Linked DNA regions of Oryza sativa: region 1 is linked to region 2. The links are chromatin contacts, called in public HiCAR-type maps. All regions are on one chromosome and are shown on one strand. The core of a region is the stretch at or near the end of the contact, and the rest is flanking DNA. Distances in the headings are between cores, read along the strand shown. Region 1 holds the start of LOC4350648 (retinoblastoma-related protein 2-like). Region 2 holds the start of LOC4350628.

What was found. HiCAR-type assays count read pairs that join an accessible place to other places.
Region 1: a contact with region 2 is called in a HiCAR-type map of leaf, with 2.3 times the contacts expected there. The contact joins the promoter of LOC4350648 here to the promoter of LOC4350628 in region 2. A contact is called at or near these places in 1 of 15 Hi-C or Micro-C datasets (panicle) and 1 of 4 datasets of contacts at active chromatin or transcription factors (leaf).

Annotation. Positions count from the first base shown.
Region 1 is chr11:21,378,599-21,383,209 of ASM3414082v1, reverse strand. LOC4350648 (retinoblastoma-related protein 2-like) reads right to left here and starts at 2,457. Exons shown (of 18, transcript NM_001423411.1): 1 at 2,233-2,457; 2 at 2,048-2,146; 3 at 1,849-1,970; 4 at 1,643-1,739; 5 at 1,492-1,538; 6 at 1,113-1,296; 7 at 901-967; 8 at 622-801; 9 at 331-521; 10 at 1-244. The coding sequence starts at 2,286.
Region 2 is chr11:21,108,469-21,112,693 of ASM3414082v1, reverse strand. It overlaps LOC4350628, which reads right to left and starts at 1,597. Exons shown (of 5, transcript XM_015761847.3): 1 at 140-1,597. The coding sequence starts at 1,420.

The sequences.
Region 1 (4,611 bases), core at 1,208-3,707, 270 kb before region 2:
TTACTACATCACTTGTCAAATCCGTATCGCAGGACGAAAGGAACTCTTCAAGCTTAGAGGAAGGTTTATCGGGCAATGAAGATATCACATCACGTAGCCACTTAGCAGTTGTCATGGCAGAAGTAACTGGTGTCATCTGCACAATCTTGATTGAGCCCCCATTGGCAGGTGATGAAGGGGAACTAGGGGCAGCCAACATATTCTTTATTGTCTTTGTAGGAGAGGCTAGTGTTTCAAACACACGCTGCAAAAAGAGAAAAGGGAATCTGTAATGTAAAAAAAGAAAACAATGTGTAGTTAACTAAAAAGATTATGAATCATCACAGATACCTTTGAGCAGCCAAAATTAGCGGAACTACCAGAAGAGTTTTCAGCATTGAGTACATAGTCATTGCTGGTCAAAAACATTTCCAAATCAAGCTCCCCTTGGCAGCCGGTGGTACTACTTAGCTTCTCCAGTTTTTCCAAATTTGACTGAAAAATCTCATCATCGACAAGATCTTTGAAATACATCAGGCCATCTACCACCATAACAATGAAACAAGACTTAGATAATTGAATGTAAGACAGAGCATGCATGCAGGAACACATGAGAGAGAACACGGGTGTTTGAGGTCATGCCTGTATCTATTTTATCCAAATTCACTGTTTTGAACTCTGAAGCATTTATTGCTTTCCTGCTAAAAAAGACCTCTATCACTTTGTAAGATTTTCCCATCATTTCTTTCAAGCGGTCTTCAGAGGTATGATAGTTGTGACATAACGATGGAAGAAGATCCACGCCTTTCTCAGTTTGTTTGACTGAAATTAAACAAAAGGACTGTAATTATAATCTGTGCAGATGCCAAATAAAGTAAGACAGTTAAAGAAATAATTTGGAATAAAGTTGAGAAATATTACTTAAGTGAGAAGAACCTTCAATTGTGAAGCTCCTAAATTTAGCAGGTACGTGAATTAAAAGTATGGCCTGTAATGAATCATTTTTTTGACAAGTTAGCTCCAGAAAGCACAAGGGCTAGTGGTGGTTGAAGTAGCCAGTTAACCACAAGTACAAGATTGCATAGCTAAAGGATAAAAATAATGAAACGGAATAAAGAGAAAAGCAAACTCACCAATATGGCAACTAGTCCATGGATGCAGGATACCAGGTCCTTAAACAGTTCGGGTGATTTTGAGCGAAGAATTAAGAAGAGCAGCCACCCAAAACGGATATAATCAGGAATATTTGTAGTTGATCCAGGCTCCTGATCAGTACTTGGGCTCAAGAATAGCTCATTAAATGCTTTGCAATAGAACCTAGGATATTGTGAAATTGTGGGTAAATTTTGCACTACCATATAAAGCAAACAAACAAATCTCAACAATATGAACCTATGTATCAGTTGTAATTTGTGGCAAAATTCTAATAAACTCGTGAGCTTCAAATCCCCATGCAAAAGAACGGTTCTGTTATAAAACTGCAATCAGGTACAAGGCACATATGTTGCTTACCGGCTTGCATCTGCCAATAGATTTACTAAATTCTCCAATTGCTTCAGCTGGAATCACAATTGAAACAACAATGAAGAAAACAAACAGGTTATGCACATCTGAAAAAGAAAAATGTGAATCTGTTCAATGCGGGGGCTTGGCGTGAACCCACCTCTAGCCGAGCTTCCCAATCTGACCCATAACGGCTTCCCAAAACCTGGTCGATCCTTGAAGCAAGCCGCTGTGATTCCTTGAAGAAATCATCATACCTGCACACCAAACAAAGGTAAAAAAAAAAAAAAAACAATCCAGTGTCAACAAGGCCCTAAAACTTGCTAGACTACAGTTCAAAAACCATTATAACATAGCATGACCCACTTGAGCTTGCAACCCTTCAAGATCTCCCAGAGCCTAACGCCGGAGGAACCCGCCTTGGTCTCCTTCAGCTTGGAGACGCAGTACAGCACGAACGCGAAGCACAGCTTCTCAGCATCCTCGGGCTGCAAGAATCCAAACTTTAGGGGGGGGGGACAAAAGATAGCCTCAAATTCGCCGCAAAAGACAGAGCAGCCCTCACCGATTTGCTCCCGAACGACGGCGACGCGAGGAGCGCGCCCTTCCCCTCCTCCAGCACCGCCGCGGCCTCGCCGGCGACGCCCTCGTCCACTCCCAGCTCCTGCACCAAAACCCATCGAACCATGAGACCTCAAACGCTCGACGATTCCCACCAGCGGCCAACCAAAGATCTAACCACCACCTCACCTTGCAGAGATCCGCGAGACGAGCCTCCACGGCGGCGGGAGGCTGCGACGCCATGAAAGAGCTACAACACGCACACCCACCCACGCGCACTCAGTGGCATCACACGGAGGGGCCAAGAGGCAGCACGGCGGCGAGGCCCTCCACTGCTCCGGCGAGCTAGGGTTTGGGGGATTTGGGGATCGAGGAGGAGGTGGAGGAAGAGAGAGAAGGAAGAAGGGCAGGAGTGCGAATTTATTTGTCTGGAGGGGGTTTTAGGGAAAACTGCCGTTGTCCGTTGCGCTGTGCAGATCGTTTGATGCTTTCGGTGTTATTATATGTTTTTTTAGGGGGTGAGATGTAAATTTGAGCGCTATTGATTAATTCCCCCTCCGTTAAAGTAGCGGTGGGATTGGGGGGCAACGGCTAAAAGCGCGGGAAAGGAAGTCGGTTTCTTCCCCGTTGCGCGCCATAAGCTGGCCAATGAGGAGACGCCACCTGGAAATAAATTTTGTGTAGTTACAAACTTACAATGCATCCATCACCGTCAGATCTTGATCACGAATATCAACGCCATTGGATCTTATATACGGTGGAACCCATTAGTACATCAGGAGTTCAAAACCACGAAAACCTTATAATAAAATGAGTAAATTTCATATCTATTATGATATGAGCGAACAGATTTGGCACGAGAAACATAATCACAACCATTGTGGTTGAAGTTTTACTAATTCACACCGTTAACTAAATTGATATACTCTTGTTTTGAAATTTTAAAAAGCTTTATATACACGATTAGATATAATATTTATATGATGAATAAATAACTTATAAATTAGATAAAATAATTAATAATGTGGTTTGTGAAACTTTATAGTTATAATAGCTAGGGGTTATGTATCACGTGCCAAAACCCATTAGTTTTGTATATTTGGGGTTATCTAAAATTTACTCTTTTATTAATAATCAATAGGAAGGAGTAAAGAGAACCATTGAATTCCCACTCAAGGGGTGACAAAATTCACTAAAAACTAACCACATAATCGCGTTTTGCGCGACTTTTGATCCTGTTTATTGTATATGGTCTATTAGTTTACCTTAGCTCTTAATAAGGTTTTGATAAAAAGTTAATTTGTTTATGAAGTATCTATTGTTCTAGCCAACTATAAATATAGCTACTAATACCTCCGTTTCAGGTTATAAGACTTTCTAGCATTGCCCACATTCATATAGAGGTTAATGAATCTAGGCACATATATATGTTTAGATTCATTAACATCTAAATAAATGTGAGCAATGCTAGAAAGTCTTACATTGTAAAACTGATGGAGTATATGTTTATAAGAGGAATCACTAGAAGCATCATCTTTCTTCTCTTTATTTCCTTTCTTTTTGTATGTATCATATGTTTAGTAGGAGATGCCAGAAACCTCCAAAAAAAATTCCATATATTTAGCCCATTTATGATTTTTTTTAATACATGCTCTCTTCGATCCAAAGACCATTATTTATCCAAGCTCTTTATCAGACGGCTAACATATTTTTGATGATATAGCACATCCTCGTATAAGAAGGCTTGCTGCTTTCACTATATAAGATAAGATTCAGTCACGTAACATCTAATCCCAATATAATAAAATAATAATGATAAATATTTTAAAAATTAAAATTGAAACATAATATAAGATATGGTCAAACTTGAAATGATCTTCAAAACTAATATTAAGCTTATAATTTCTCGTATGTTATAAGTTTTATAACAAAGAAATTATAATTATATAAAAATAAATTCAAATATCAATTCAATAATGTAACTTTTAGCAAATAAAATTCAATTTATATTATAGTATTTTTTTTGTTAAATAATTTAAAAGTTCAATCCTAAAACACATGTGCGTCTTATATTATAGAATGAAGAAGTATATATATTTTTTAATCGAAAGGAAAAAATATGCATCTCCACGGAGGAATAAATATATCCCGCAACTAATGAAGTGTCTAAACTCTAAACATATGTCACCACCACCACGAAAGTACGAATAAGTCTTCCGAGTAGTAGCAAATATAGTATGTTTCATCTAAGTATTTCATCTAAGCACGATAGAAATTTTTTAAGTATTTTATCAAAATTTGGTAAGAAACTAAACAGTGCACATAATTGGCAACTTTAAAAAAAATGGTATGGTTTAAAATGACATCAATCTGAATAAGTCATAAACGTGACAATAATTTTTTCAAAAAAAAACACAGGGAAAATGTTGTACTCGATCATGGTAAATTTTCTATATACATTCTGAAAATATATACGGCCGTATATACGCTTGTATGCATACGGTCAGACGTACACGTATGTCGTACACGCAAAGTATAAAGTAACCGAATGGCCTGTCCCCTTTCTAG
Region 2 (4,225 bases), core at 348-2,847:
CTGTAAATTATCCAAGTGTCACCTTGAAACACATTGGTCAGTGACTAAGATTAACATACAGCTACAAGCATAAGAAAAAACAAAATTCGATGATAAATTTGCAAGTACTACAAGAGGATACCATAAGACTGCAACGTACCATAACAGGGAATCCGATGACTATAGCACCTGCTCCACTGACAAGCACTGCCAACCCGGTAAAGGCTACCGAGCTAACAGCATCTCCAACCTTGCCCGCAGCATGTGCTGCCATACCCAAAGCACCGCCAAGCATCGTGACCGTTACAAGCAGGTAGTTCAGAGGTGGTGGAGCATGAATATACCTTCCAAACGAGTGAAATACAACTCGAACCTCAAGGCAAAGCACCACTACAACCAGCGCAACCAAGCCATTCGCCATCCTTATCTGATCCATTGTGCGCACATCTCTGGTAATCCACCACAAGGCACCTCGTGTAGAGGCATAGAGTTGGAACAAGAACGGTATAAAGAACAGCAGCAGCAGATCACACACATTGGCCCATGACGCGAAGAGCGTAGCATGGTGCGATGCAGCATGGAACAACACTGGCACGAACAACAGGTACAAAGCATGCACGCAGCTCTCCAAGGGGCCAAGAATGCCATCGGTATCCTGCCACGGAGCATCCTGCTTTCGGTTCTTGAAGCTGGACGGCCGTGGTATGGAGAACAACCAGTAGAACACCATGGAGAATGTGGCAAGGTAGTAGGAGGCGTTGGCCATGCCGACCGCGGACACAACAGCCCACGTGAAGATCGCAGGCGCCGCGATGGGCACGCACGCGAAGAGGAGCCGCTCGAGCGCGGCGACGATGGTCGGGTTCTCCAGCTGGATCCAGCGGAACTGGAGCGACGCCCAGACGCCGATGAGGAAGGACGTCTCGGCGCAGAGGAGGAGCGCGAGCACGGTGAGCGGCACCGAGGCGGACGCGGCCGACGAGAGCGAGGCCGAGAAGAAGAACGCCACGTCGGCGGCGATGAGCGCGGCCCAGACGGTGAAGAAGGCCCCCTGCCGCTGTCGGAGCGCGTCGAGGAGGTACGCGGCGGCGAGGCCGACGGCGAGGACGGCGAACACCGGGAGCCCGCCGAGGTCGAGCAGGAACGCCGCGGCGGGGGCCAGCGCGGCCGCCACCCGCGCGTTGTGCGCGAACGCCGGCTGCGACGCGGAGGACAACGCCCCCGCGGCGCGCGGGCCCCCGGCTGCTCCACCGCCGCCACCGGACCTGGAGGAAGAAGCGGAAGGGAAGGGGAGGAGCGGCTGCGGCGAGGAGGTGGAGTTGCGGCGGTCGTGGTGCGGTGCGGGGGACCGGGAGGGGGAGCTGGTGGAGAAGGTCGGGGAGGAGAGCGACGGGGAGATGAGGAGGCGGCCGTGGCGAGGGCCGGATCCGGAGGGATCCATGGCGTCGTTGGGGGTGTGCGCGGGATCTAGGGTTTTGCGAGGTGGGCTAGGGTTTGGGAGGAGGCATCGGCCGGAGAGGAGGAAGACGACGGCGACGCGGAGGAGGCGGAGCGGAGCGCGACGGGGAGATCTGGAGCGGAATCGAGTGGGGCGACGCGAAGCGACGAAGTGGAAAATGGGAAACCAGCAGCACACGCTCACTGACATATGGGCCAGTGGTCAATGGTCATCGGGGCCCACCTGTCGGTCTCAGAGAGCAATGGGCTTGGCCTTAAGTAGATAAACGTTGGTTGGTAATCTTGTTTATTTCTAACTCATTTTACATTGCTACCTATTTAAGGGATTATACCAATTTTCTAGTATAAAACTTAAGATAGCAACAAAAAGGTATAAATGAGATTATGTTTGTTATTTTTTTTTGACATATTTAACAGAAATAAAGAAAAAAAAAAGGTAGGCTGAGAGATTGAATGGATAACTAAGGTGATGTCCTCGAGATCTTAATATTTCATATATTTGTCTACAAATAAAAAAAATCAAATATCTTATATTTTTGGATGGATAAAAAGATAAAACTATTTTATATTTATGGACGAAAGGAGTAGTTAAGATGTGAATAATATGTGCATAAATTTAGATTGGTCTGTTTTACAAGGTAACTTGGAGTTAGCTTTTAATCAACGACGGATCGGACCTATATTATTCTTACACAAATGTCGTGTGTAAGAATAAACTCCGAGAAAGGCTTTCACAAGGTTAAATGTAAAGATAAAACTTTTATGGGCTAAATCATTCGACTTAACTATGGCAATCGGTGGAGCAATTAGGATGGAATAATTATGTGGCCATGTCCGTAATTAATCTAAAAGTTTAAATCATGAACAAGTCATACTTTGTTTGTAGAGTTAGAGACTGTGAAAAGTACTTCACGAGTATCTTCTTGGTGGAAAAGAATGTCTACTAGTTCATCGACTCTACAACTACTCTTAAAATGTAGGGTGAGAATCTAAAGTATTTGAGAAGTTGGTGTGGAGCTTCTTAAAGTAGCCATGGTTATTAGAAGTTCCCTTAACTTAAGTAGGCCCTAAATCCAAGAGGAGCAATGGACTATAAGGAATGAACCATAGGCGCTACGGACGTTAACCATGGCCTAGTGAATTAACATATTGGAAAGTGCAACCTATGTTCAGATCATTTACAATAAAGATGGGGATAAATCAGTGAATGGTGAAATGAGCCAACGGCGTTGATATGTCGAAATAGAAGTAGGGGATTCGATGGAGCAATCAGGGTGGGCCAACTCGATGTCAAAACAAGGAAAATTCCCGTGGTGCTTAACAATAGGATAAGTTCGTGAGAGTGAGACCATGGCAACGACATTGAAAGCTGAAGAAGAAATGTTGGTTCTTTTTATCGTGATATAATTCAAAAACTCAAGTCACAAACGTGCAAAAAAAACATAAGGTGAGATATACCATGCTTGTTTTCCTCCAAAATTCCAGCCCATTTCATAATATTTTTAACGGTATTTTTTTTAGAAAATGGGATAAACCCAGTCTCAACATCCAATCAGATGTACACAGCCAAATTTTTAACGGCATTGATAGGGATTAACCCTTTTTGTTTCAAAATGCTGCATATAATTACTTCTCACAAGATAGGAATCCTTTAAAACTTATAGTATATGCCTTTTCTTTTGTTCCAAATTGGGCTTTTAGCAGTAATTCCACACATACTCTATCTGGCTGTCTCGCAGCAGCAGTGGCACAAGTCACAAGTGGAAATATGGGCGCGAGCAGTCGAGCAGCGCGGCGCAGCCACCGCAGGGGTTGATGTGGTGACGGCGTCGTCGGCGCAGGATGCAGGGAGCCACCGCGCGCGACCAGCACACCTCCTGGCCGTGGCCGCTGCCGGAGGCATGACATGGGGTTCCGCGCGCCGGGCTGGCTGATGAAGACTGGTACTACAATGCGGCGGGGGTCGGCGCCGTCGCCGGCTCGCACGGGGGTCGATGGCTGGCGCTGGTTCCATCTATTCATGGGGGCTCCGCCTCCGCGTCCGGGATCATTCAACACGGCGAGCGGCCGGAACAGCCGGATCATTCGACGTCTCCGGGTGGCGTTTCTTGGCGCTGGGGAACGCGGCGGTGTTCGTCGGCTTCGATTGGCACCGCGTCGGCATCCGGCTAAAATGCCGGAGTTCGGTGGCCTCACCGGCTTCAACTTGTTCGACGCAGTGGGCGTGCCCGGAGCGCCGCCGCTTCTTCTGTGCCCGTGACCACTACACGTTCTCTGCAAATGTGGACGCGGCAAGGCCGTGATGCTGGGCCTCTGACGATCGTCTCCCCCAATGAGCGCGAGCTCTCGTTTCCCCCAATGAGCGCGAGCTCCATCCGTCGCAACGCCAGCGGAGGGGATCCCGGCCAAGAACATGGCGGAGCGCCCGTCGCCGGAAGAAGCTCAACGACCGGCTCAAGTTCTTGATTGTGATTAGGTTGGTTAGGATTACGCAATTTTGTTTCATCCGTTAGTTAGTCTGTCATGGTGTCTCAAAAGGCTTTAGTTATGGCGAATTTGGTGTGTATTTGTTTGCCATGGAGACTGGAGAGTGAAAGTAAGAAGATAGAAAAAAAATCTATGTATATCATTGCTCCCATTGTTCATGTATGTCACATGCATGCTTGAAGCAAAATAGGTTTGGAACTGTTTTTCGTAGTGAGCAACGGGCATTCCAGTTGGAATTGATGTCAAATATGTTCAATACACATAGCCTCTGTAAATACCAAAAAAAAGAAATATCATCTGA